Linked DNA regions of Mus musculus: region 1 is linked to region 2. A link is a contact called in public Hi-C data. All regions are on one chromosome and are shown on one strand. Each heading gives the region's core, a stretch centred on a gene start, on an enhancer-like site or on the middle of the called end of the contact. The rest is flanking DNA. Distances are from core to core; before and after follow the strand shown.

Evidence for each region. Hi-C and Micro-C count contacts between places; a contact is called where the count stands out from the background.
Region 1: a Hi-C map of embryonic fibroblasts shows a contact between it and region 2, with 1.7 times the contacts expected there. The contact joins two enhancer-like sites. A contact is called at or near these places in 2 of 484 Hi-C or Micro-C datasets (both in embryonic fibroblasts) and 1 of 115 datasets of contacts at active chromatin or transcription factors (fibro-adipogenic progenitors).

What each region holds. Positions count from the first base shown.
Region 1 is chr2:126,306,457-126,313,068 of GRCm38.p6, reverse strand. No RefSeq gene overlaps it. Among named protein-coding and RNA genes, the nearest start is that of Dtwd1, 160 kb to the right of the region's middle. Within about 2 kb of position 2,893, at least 56 of the 459 cell types and tissues checked have an H3K27ac peak or open chromatin away from gene starts, as enhancers often do. A contact at or near this core is called in embryonic fibroblasts, where this site is marked.
Region 2 is chr2:126,051,998-126,057,725 of GRCm38.p6, reverse strand. All of the region lies in intron 11 of Fam227b (family with sequence similarity 227, member B), which reads left to right. All of the region lies in intron 2 of Fgf7 (fibroblast growth factor 7), which reads right to left. Among named protein-coding and RNA genes, the nearest start is that of Fgf7, 20 kb to the right of the region's middle. Within about 2 kb of position 4,380, at least 33 of the 459 cell types and tissues checked have an H3K27ac peak or open chromatin away from gene starts, as enhancers often do. A contact at or near this core is called in embryonic fibroblasts, where this site is marked.

The DNA of each region.
Region 1 (6,612 bases), core at 1,644-4,143, 260 kb before region 2:
GGATATTGAAGTCATCCACCAGCACTGTATTGAAGTTAATCTGTGACTTTATGTTTACTGATATTTTAATTTTATTTATGTTTATGTGTGTGTGCACATGCATGCCTATGTACATGTATGCCCATTGGATCTCCTGAAACTTGAGTTAAAGGTGGTAATGATCTGCCATGTGTGCTTTGATACCCTAATCTGGGTCTTCAACAAGAGCTATAGGTCCTCTTAACCACTGAGTCATCTCTGCAACCATGGGTCTGCCTCTGTTTAGTGCATGCACATTTAGAACCGTAATGTTCACTTCTGAGATGACTGAGACAGGTTATGAGGTAGGTGACTTGTCCTCTTTCATACAAATCCACTGTCATCTGACCACCTACATCTCCTTCCTCTTCTGACCTAGCCTCAGTCATCTCTTACTCCCCTTTAAAAGAATTTTAGCTGATGCTCCTGCACTGACAGGGCATCATGTACTTTCTACTAGATGCAAGAATCTCTTTACAGTCAACTGATACCTAGCATCCATCCTTGGCCTGGTTTCCCAGTGATGCTGGGCTTGTAAACTCAAGATAGCAGGCAGCTTGACTGTAGAGTCCCCATGCTGAGGAAGCTCCCCCTTTTCTTGGCCTAAAGCCCTTCCTTACCAGCACAATGTACTTCCTGCTTCTGCCTATGAGAAAAGACAATAAGTCTTACATTTATTGACTTCCTGTAATCTTTAAGGTAGTTCTTTTCTGTGTTGGAATAGTTCCTAACCTGAAAAATGTCCTAATCGTTCTTGGGGATTCCAGCATCGTTCCTTAAGGCTAACAAACAATGGAAATCAGAAAAAAACAAGGAAAAAGATGGTGGTTGAAAAACGTTTCCGAATCCAAGAAAACTGGAATTTAAACAAGAAAGGAGTGTAGTGTGTGATCCCCAGTGTTTTTGGAATAAAAGAGTTTATGTAAATGTGCCATCAACAAAAGAAAGCCTGCTTTGGCATGTTAGGGCAAGAGGAAGAGCTTGAGGATCATGGGAAGTTTTGGTTTTTAATTGATCCTCAGAAGTTTTAGAAAGGGAAATCACTGTGAGAGTCATGAAGAAAATGGAATTGTAGGAAAGAAATGGAAGTATATTCACACAGGACTCCTGGGAAGAGGAGAGAACCAGGCTGTGACTGTCACTTGGGAGGCCCTTAACTCACCTGAAGGACTCTATAGCCAAGATGCCCTTTCCAGGCCTATTTGCCCACCAGGAAACCAGGGAAGGTCATTGGTCAGGTATGAGCATTGCTAAGTGCAGAGTACTTTTACATAGAATCCTAACAACTCCTAACTAACAGTGAGGTAAATATCATCATTCCCCCATTTTCTAGTGAGACAAACCCTCTATAGGGTAAGTAACCTGCTCAGAGACATATGATGGAGATGCTGGGCATGTCTTGGCATGTGCCTTCTCTGGTGGCGTGTACTCTCAAATGAATACCATCTCTCATAGACCATTAAGGGACACACTCAATCTTTTTAGTTCCTAGTGCATTAATTTGGGGACACAAATATGCATATGTCTCTTGAAGGCTCTGCATTTTATCTAATTTTCTGGTCACTTTTTAAATTTAATCTTTACAACCCATGATTCTTCAAATGTTATTGTATTTACTTTCATTTCTGCAAAAGAAATACAGCTCTTGCCTTGGGACAGCACTAGACAAGTTGTCATTGTCAGTGAAGCCCTGGGGTTTGAGGTTCCTACAGACAGAGAAAGGAAGTCTAGCAAATGACCTGAACTCTGCAGGTTGCCTTGCTACATAGCATGTGGTAAATTCCTCAGAATTCACTCCCCTGTAGTTACCTAGTCCCAACGCTAAGCCATTCTTTGCAGTTTCACATTCCATCATGGTCAGCCTTCAGAAGTATGTGTGGAAATTCTAATCTGGTCTTGATCCCTCTTGTCCACCAGCCTTTCTCTCAGTGTATATGTGTTCTGTGTGTATGCTACCTGGCTTTGGCAGTTGAGAGAATTACTATGGCCATATAACTTTATTCCAGTTTATTTTTAAAACCATCTATTTTAATGTGTATTTATTGTTGTTATTAGTTATTTATTGTTGTTGATCTCTTACTGTACCTAATTTATAAATTGAGTTTCATCACAGATATGTATGCTGGCTAGTTTTATGTCAACTTGACCCAAGCTATAGTCATTTAACCTTGGTATTGCAAGTCATTTACTATAGAATTTCTCCACATTTTTCTATCCTGTTCATTCTGACCAGTGTTGTAACCGGTCGCTACTCTTTTCCCCATGACTTATTTCTCTATACAATCAAAACAGAAATATGAGCAAATATGAGTATATTTGCCGGGTAGCAAGTCACAAAGTATTCTCCCACTCCCTGGGTATTATTTGAATATGAACAGCATCTTCAAGCAAGAATGCCTGTGACCTTATAAGCAGATATATGCTGATTAGAAGTTAAGGTGTGCTTGCCAACCTCTGTGTGAGCTTCTGCACCAGCTTCAGTGTGTGTGTGTGTGTGTGTGTGTGTGTATACCTCTGTAAGCACACCTCTTACACATGCACTAATTACCCATTTTCAAGCCTGTTTTCTCCTCCAGGGAAGAAAGACCTATAGGAAAGGACCAGTGCCTCCTTTGCCTTTGCCTTTTCAGTGTATTGCATGGTTGCTGGCATAAAACCTATTGTCAAAATACTTGTTAAATGAAGGAATGATTATGATTCAGGCTCATTGTTGAAATAAGAGGCATTGACGTGGTCTTTCTGGCAATGTTAGGCTTGGAAAACCCATATGCAAATTGACCAAGAATGTTGAAATATTTTGCGCTGACCACATCCTGAGGATAAATTCTATAGCTCTGTTGATTTAAGCATTCTGAGTGTGTAACTGTCATGTGGGGGAAACCCCACAGCAGTAACTGAGCCCTTAAAATACCTCACTGACTAAACTACATGCATAGAAGGCTTGTTTTACCATGTGCGTGGAATGTCTATTTTAAATGTGTTTCAGCCTTTGGGGATTTAGAACGGGTTTTTTCCCCCTTTCTGAATAATAGAGGTTTTCCTTGGAAATGACTTTTATATATTTATATTTTCCTGAGCCTTGGTTGACTTCATTGTTTATATTTTAGCAGTGTAATTCTATGCACTCACGCTCCTGAAAGTCTTTGAATACTTTGGAAAATGAGGTGGGGTATAGCTACATAAGAGATATTGTTTTGTCACAAAGTTTGGAGGCTCGGAGGGGAAGTGTGTAGAATGTCTCCCCTTCCCCACTGATGTCTATCAGTCCATCTATGGTCATAGACTGATCACCCAATACACTATTGCTTTTGTTAATTCATATAGACAGTTGGGAATCATTCCCTTAAAGACTGTGACTGTATCATTTCTTGCCCCTCCCCCCAATAACTCAATCATGGCACAAACAAAACAAAACAAAACAAAACTGTTCTTTCTAACTCCCAAAGAATTGCTGAGCTCTGTATTACGGGACTGTAGGACAAGCAAGGGTCACTACAAAGTAATAGATTCTTGAAACGTTTAATGAATGAAGGAACAGAATGCATAACTGAGACCAGTCAGATGAACAGAAGCATATCAAGATTTAGTGTTCAGGAAGGAACGAATCATAGCGCAGGATCCTTTTGGACAGTGGAAATGGCCCTATAGTTTGACTCAGGAAGAATGCTTAGGCCATTAGTAGAGTATTGGATCTTGAATATTTGACTTATTTTTTTCTGGACATAATTCCTTGACTTGTCAACGAGAGTGAATAATGGGGCCAGCAATAGTAATAATAATAGTATTAATAATCCTCATTCCATAGATGCATAGATAGGTCAATATATAGATATAAATCATTAAATATAATTCATCACATAAACTGACTCAACAACAGAAGCCACATGGTTGTCTCAATAGATACAGAAAATGCCATTGACAAAAATCTAATATCCCTTCATAATAAAAGTTTTGAAGAGGCAAAGAATTAAAAAAAACCCTATTTCAACACATTTAGGGTTATATATGCCAAACATATAGCCAACATCATGATAAATGAAAAACACTTGAAGCATCCCCCCCTCTTAATAATGTAGTGTTTGGAGACTTAGCAAAAAGATGAGAGAAGAAAATACAAGGGATGCCGACAGGAAAGTGAGAGTTAAAGGATTCACCATGTAGACAGCATGGTTCTTTCTTTCCATTAAAGACTTCACCAAAACAAACAAACAAAACAAAACAAAATGAAACTCCTAGAAAGCTGGGCATGGTGATACACACCTTTGATCCCAGAACTCAGAAAACAAAGGCAAGTTGGGGCTCTATGAGTTTGAGGCTACTCTTGTCTATATCATGAGTTCTAGTCCAGCCAGGGCTACATAGTAAGACCCTGTCTCATCAACAACAAAATACTGCCAAGATACAAAATTAATATACAAAAATCAGGAGCCTTCTAACATATCCATGGCAGACACACCAATAAAGAAATCTGAGAAACTATGCTGTTCACAACAGCCTCGGTGACAATAACAGCAGCAGCACAAACACTGTAGACTCTAACCTAACCAAAGAGGTGAAGGACCTCTATAGTGAACACATTAAAACATCAAAGAGGAAATTGAAGGTGACAGTAGAAGCTGGGAAGACATCCCATTCTCATGAGTTGCAAGAATCAATACTCTATCAACCCCACAGGTTCAATACAATAAAAACTCTAGTGCCATTATATTCACAGAAAAAGAAAAGTCATCTTGAAATTAGTATAGAAGCACACACAGAAACAAGGATAGCTGAATCAATCCTGAATAAACAGAATACCATTGGAGTGAGCCTCATTCCTGATTTTAAGGTAGTATCACAGAGCCACAGTAGTAAAAACATTATGCCATTGGCACAAAAACAAATGGATGGATAAATGGAACAGAACAAAGACTCAGGGTTGTACAGATGGTTCAGTGATCAAGAGTCCTTGATGTTCTTGCAAAGGATGGATGTTCAGTTCTCAGTGTCCACATTAGGTAGCAAACAATAACTAACTATAACTCCAAGTCTTGGAATCCAGGACCCAATCCTAGCTACTGTGAATACTGACTTGCATGTATGGATAAACACACACACACACACACACACACACACACACACACACACACACATTAAGAAGTGGTGGTGGAAGTGGTGATGTATCTGGGGAATAGGGACAATGAGAGGATAAAGGGAAGAGTTAAAATTTAAAAAATTTTAAAAAATTAAAAAATTAAAGATGAAAGAAAAGGTCCTGTGAAAATCTAATAGTTTGTAAGTCTATTAAAAATGACCATTTTCTCTCTTGGAGCATTCCTACAATGCTATAATCACAATAAATTAAATATAGTTCATTTCTTTTATTTTACCCAAAGACATAACTATAGATTGTTCCTACCAAATCAAAAAAAGTTTCAGAATTTCATACATGTAAATGTTTTTAACCAAACACACCCCTTCCCTCCCCTAATTCTTTTCTTTCTTTATCACCCCTAACATTTTTTCCTCCCAAACTGATGTATCTTTGTTGTTGTTGTTGTTATTGTTATTGTTACTTTGTGTTTTTGAGTTAGGGTTTCTTTGTGTAGTCTTTGCTGACCTAGAACTCATTCTATAGACCAGGCTGGTCTCAAACTCTGCCAGGCTCTGACTCCCAAGTGCTGAGATTGCAGGTGTGCACTACCATTGCCCAGCTGATGTGTCTTTTTAAAAACTAAGTATTTTAAAGTATGAGTGGAGGTAGCCATCATGAGTAGAAAATAATAGCCTAAGGTGATTAACCAACAATCTTCATAAGTTGTTGGTTAGGGAATCCTCTAAGGCCTTCAAGCAATTGTAACTTATTACCAATGTCTTTTATTGATTGTCCATAACAAGTAGATGTTAAGAGCCTTTTGCTGAAGACATGTCTACATACTTGGATGTAGGACATTGAGAAATCAAGCTGGATCTTGGGTAGAAGTTTCCTTTCTGTTGTCTGATTTTCATAGTGTTAGAAGGGGCTGTAAAAGCTTCTGGGAGGAAAGTCATTAGTGGTACCCAGATGTGGACCCAACAAACTACAAAAATGGCCCACCTTACAAGGTACATTCCGCAGTGAGATAGTGGCACGACCATTATGAAGGTAACCAATTGTCTTCTTACTGGATTAAAGGCCTGATCCACAAGACAGAACTCATGTCATGTGTTGTACACCTGTTTAAAATCCTTTGGTTGGGGAGATCATACTATTGCTGCTTTGCTAAATAGACATTATGTCAATATTGCCCTCTAAATAATTACATTTATATCCATAGATTATCACTGGTCTCTGCCTTCATCGGCGAACGTTTTATGACAATGTACAGATTAATGCAGAGACTAAGTTGGCCAAAGGGTAAGGATTAACTGACTGTGGCACCCTGAATCCTAAGCAGGACATCTGTATCATCCCATGAGGTGATCATGGCTCAGGAAACATGTGGATGGAAAGAGAGGATGGAAAAATGTTGGAACCAGAGGTTGAGAACAAGTGTGATAAAACTGTCTCTTGAACATAACACTTCCCTCACACTCATGATCTCACTGCAGCTGTGGTTACCTGTGTGAGATCTG
Region 2 (5,728 bases), core at 3,131-5,630:
CAAGTCTTCAGATGTGCATACAGAGCCTTGAGTAACTGCAGGAACCAGGGAAGGAAGAAGGGACCCTGATATGAAGGAAAAGGATCGCCAGAGAGGAGTACAGTAGGCCACGGGTGCTACTAAGGGGGGAGGGTGGAAAAAGTGAGTGGGGGAGGTTAAAAGGCGGGGGGGGGGGGAAGGAGAGAAATGAAGAGTTAGGGGAGGGAAGATGGACAAATAATACTAAGGATGTTTAAAAAGCCGTAGCAAAAGATTATTTCATATACTTTCTTAAAAATACAAACATAACATAAATGACGATACATGCATATATGTGTGAATATATTATACATGTATTATATATATGTATACATATATATATATACATATATATATATAATTTAAATTCAGTTATACCACTATAGTCATAATGCTCCCTCCAAGAGCTATTGACTAACCAAACCCCCAGTACCAGGCGTAGGAAGCTTCCCTTCCAATTGTTGGTCACAGTAGTCCAAGAGACCCCAAAAGCAATAGAGGCTATTGCCATTGCCTTTAGATTCTTTCTCCAAGTTGAGAGTTAAGACTTTATTGCTGAAGACATCACACACTTCAAACACAGGACCTAGAGGAATAGAGATGGAACCGGAGTCCTGCACTTGAGGACTAGTTCTCATAGTATCCAAAAGTGTTACCCAAGATGCCAAGGAAGCAAAGTAATCAACAGGCACACCCAGCTGTAGAGCCCATGGACCATAACAATGGCCATCCTGCCAAAATATCCCCAGTAGTTCAAAAGTGGCTCTTATATCTTGGGAGTAGCCAACAGCTATCTGCTAGGACTTAAGACCCACTCAGTAGGAGAGGTCATGAATGTGAGAGGGAATCTCATGACATATAAAGGTTTGGAATGGGGGGAGAAATGGAAGTGATGTGAACTGGCTAGAATTCAGCAACACTACCATTTCGTACATAAACAATACTGTCTTAATATTTTGGAGGCAAATGCATGTAAACTTGCAGAATGTTGTTTCTGACATACATTTCCGCTATGTCACAAACTCACATCTGATGTAAACTTTTATTTGAATTAAACTGTTTCTTAAGAATAATTTTAAAGACATTAGCCATGTACACCTCTACACATTGCAGATGCTATTGGCCAGGGCAAAACATAGCTCTGGAGAAGCTAACCAGATCTGTAATTCACATGTATTTCCCATACAAGTCCACATAGGGAAACAGAATGACAAGGCGGTCACAAAGCAGCCTGGTTGTCTAACTGGAGCGGAGTGTACAGGAAACAGAGGCTTGACCTGTACATGAGTTTCCAGAGCAAGTTCAAGTTGTATTGATTTCTTGCTGAGTTAGGTTTGATGAAGAGAGTAACTGAACATCTGTAGTATGAGAAGCAAACATCACAAAAAGTTTTTCTTCTCCAAAGAATCTCTTACTCCAGTTCTGAAATTAAGTCACTGGAACCAAGTGTCCCATGTTAAACATATCTCCACACGCTACAAGTAAGCCTTAACATTCCCTAGAGCGGCTCTGTACTAAGCTACTGCATTTCCAAAGCCTGTGACTTTCCTAACCGAGAGCCACAGGATTAGACTACATCTACTGTAAATTCAACTCTCTGAATAGCTGCCCTTTCATACATTACAGCTTTGTAGAATGGATTGGAATATTGAGCAGGTGCCAACAAAGTAGAATTCAGATAAAAGAAAGGTAAAGTGTCAGGATTCAGGTTCAGGGTTTCAATGGTGTGTGTCTAAAAGAAGGAGAGATCAGACTGGCATCGATTCATTTGTGTTTAGCTTAGAAAGGATTATCTTAAATACATATGTAGCTGCCTTGGTATGTTACTACCACTGTCATATAAGGATGATTCTATAAAGTAAAAAGTTTATTAATGCAATCTCACTTTAAATTATATATATGTTTATCTCAATGTAGTTTGTTCCATGCAGAAATAAACAACCAGAACAAGTAGGGGCCTGTATGATCCCGTGTAAACTGAAAGTAGCAAGAAAAACTTGGAGTTCTTGCAGCCTGAGACGTAGAGGAATACATATGCATTGAGTGGGATTATTTAAGACTTTCTTCAGGTCTCTATTAGCTGGCCAAGCATTTTAAGTAGCTTAAAATCATTATGGACACTCTAAAACAAATGATCCTAGTTGTCAGTTGGTTTAAACATCTCACCAAAGAAGCAAGCCTGAGGAAATGAAATAATTTTTGTAAACTTCATAATAGGAATAATTATGGTGAAGAGCATAACACTGGTTGGTGTTCAGCAGTGCAAGTAAGGTTTATTAGTGATGCTGGCTAAGGCCTCGTCTACACGGTACTAGACCACACAGTTTTTTCTTCATTATATGAAACATTGATCATGTGAATCCCTCATCATCTCAACTTATGTACTCTCACCAGGAAGCACCAATGAAAACACGAGTCTTGAACACTCATAGAGTAAACCTGTCGCCGGGCAGTGGTGGCGCACGTCTTTAATCCCAACACTTGGGAGGCAGAGGCAGGTGGATTTCTGAGTTCGAGGCCAGCCTGGTCTACAGAGTGAGTTCCAGGGCAGCCAGGGCTACACAGAGAAACCCTGTCTCGAAAAAAACAAAAACAAAACAAAACAAAAATAGAAAAAAAAAACAAGAAAAATTAGAGTAAACCTGTCACCTCCTAGAAGTCCACGCAAGTCATTTTTCCTGACATTGTGTTTATTCAAAGTAACACATTCTTTCTGAGATGTTTTTCTCATTTGTAAATCAAAAATAGCAATGCCAACATCACTGGATTCTTCTAAGATTCTAATTAGATACTGTGTGTGCGCTGCTGTGTTTGTGCCTGGTATGAGAAAAGCTCCACAGTTGTCAGGCAGCGCAGTCATACACATTGGAAAATACAGCATCACTGCTTGTAGCTTCTGTTAGAAAACAGGAAAGGACCTTTCTTCAGGGGCTCAGAAAGAGTCAGGTACCAAACCAGTCCAGAGGCAGATATCACTCCCCTTACTTCACGGACAATGAGGATTGGTCCTTGCTCCCATAATCCAGAGCACTCATCCTAGCATGCCACAAGTCAGAGATCTACTCAAATGAAAGGGAAGAAAAGCCCTCATGCCAATTTCGAGGTTGATTTTAACCATCTTACGTTAAGGAGCCAAGGATGGAGTTGGGCTGGGCTCTGCCACTGATGAACTCTAGAGTCTTGATCAATTGTCTTGCCTTGTTTTCTAACCTTCATTCCTGGTCCTGTGCTGAATACAATAGTCAGTGACTTTTTATGGAATTCATCGCCTTAGCTAATAATTCCATTCTCCAAATTCAGTATTGTGTATGTGACAGTGAATAAACCAGACAAGAGTCTCCTGCTTTCTTCTCCTAGCTGGGGAAAGAGTCTATATACAAGATAAAGGTATAGTGTGTGCTGGAGAGTAACAACCAGCAAGAATGGAAGTATGTGGATTGGGTAGAAAAGATATGGATGTTCTCAGTGTGGGGGAAAGAAAGTTAACAATCCTGTAAAGACTGGGAAGAAGTGGGAGCGTGAGCTACCTATATATCTAACAAAAGAAACAATTCAGAGAGATAAAGAGAGGGAGAAGGGGTGGGGGGAGGAGAGAGGCTGGGGAAAGGCCACGGTGGGAGCACCATGCTCTAGGAATGAGGAAGATCGGGAGGAAGCAGTGTGAGCTAGGGAGGAGGGCAGAGGTGGGTATGCTGAGTGAGGGCACAGGTGCAGGTCTCCTGAGCTTCTGAGGACCACGAGGAAGACTTTAAGCTGACTAGTAGCAGGCTCTAAAGGTTCCATTCTTGGAAAGCTCCGAGGGACGTTTCATCAGTTATGTCTTGGAATGCTCAGACACTGGGCATTTGGGTGGGGCCTTGCTGGTCCTATGACACTGTGCCTAAAATAGGAGCTGACAGCTGCATGTGTCAGACGGAGTTTATATGAATATATAAATAAACATACATAAGTACAGATAGATATATGTGCATGTCCATCAAAAGTTTCATACATGTATATCCGCTACTATGTGGAAATCACTTCAAAAAGTGAAGAGAAAAATCAAAACATGTCAAAGTTGTAAAGTAATTTTTTTCCATCAGTTTCCTATGTGCTTGGATAAAACTATGATTGCTCTAAATATACAAGTATTATATTGTCAGTTTTAAATTAGGAAAAACAACAAAGTGTATAACAACTCCCAATAGTCTTTTGGATTCTGCCTTGGCACTTTGTCCACTTACTTTCTGAGAGCTTTGTACCAGTGTAAGAGTGCTGAGCACATCTGACTCTGAGGCAGTTTCTCCCAGTGCTTAATGAGGCATTCATCAGAGCAAGGCTGTCTGCTGGGTGGGGGCCTGTGCCCTCCTGTGACCTGGGCCTCTCCTGCTCGCTTGATGAGTCTGAGTCTCTTTCTTTCTCTTGAGATCACTCTGTCAATGCTCACTGCCTGCATTTCTTTCTAGTTGCTTCCTGACACCATTCCCTCAACTGGCCACTGCCTTACTCTCTGTTCTTTTCCTCCCTCTTCACAATGGGAAGTTAAAGGCAAAAAACGCTGAAGTGCTTTGTCTATGTCCTACCTCTGTATTACTACTTTCCCTATGCCATATTGATTCTGCAGATAGACACAGCTCAGCTAGCCTCCACTTGGGCTTTTTGCAACGGCGTCCACATCTTTTCCCCACTTTTCTGCCCTCAGAGAAAAGTCTGATATCAAGGTCTAACACCAACCCCCCCCTTCACCCCACCCCCACCTTTCTATGGTGATCCTACTTTCCCGGAACGTCCTAACTCTTTCCATCTGTCCCCTTTCACCCCTTTGAGTACACTCTGAGACACTCAACATTAACCCACTGAGCTCTGCTTTTTCTAGGAAAGCAGTGGAGAGTGGTCACTAATTACTTCCTGTTGAAGCCCATAAACACTCACATTTTTATCTCTGTATACTTTACATATACTTTATGAACCAATGTCACCTCTACAGGTAATAAATAAGAGCATTTCATAAGACATTGGTATTTAGAAACCTACCACAGTTTTTATGAAAAAGAAAATTTAAAAGAAAAGCTAATATCCTTATTAGGAAACCCATGTAAGTCATATAAAGTTTCAGGATGCTTGAGGAAGTCTGATACAGTTGCCTACAGATGCTACTGTCTGAGTTCAAATGATATAACTAAACTTGACTATAAAAGCAATTAGAATTTATTTCATGATAAAAAGTTTCAAATACATTATATATTATTTTATTTTCTCTGAAGACATGAAGATAGCTATATATAATTTTTAAATCCTAGACAGCTATTATCATCTGAACTTAATTGGTCTTAGACATTTCATATAAACTAAAATATTAGAAAAGTTAACAAACTATAAACAGAGATGAGGTAAAAATCCCCATTTGTTTTAGATTAAAATATCATGAAGGGAAAAAAAAACTAATTTCAAGTGAGAAAAGTGTCTAAATTTGGAATAATACTTCTTTGGTTTTCAAAATATGTTTAATCTGAAAAGAAAAAAGATTGCAGAAAATGCACCTAAACCAATCCATGATCTACAAGGACTTTGACAGGGGTGGGGGGAGCGTGAATCTGTTGGTCAGAATGATGGAATCTGGGAGTATTCTTTATACACCTGAATCACTTTAGAACCACTAACAGCGAGAGACACAGGCCAGCTTTCTGAATTAAGCTGTCAACTTTTCCCCTCCTTTAATTAAAGGGTGGCT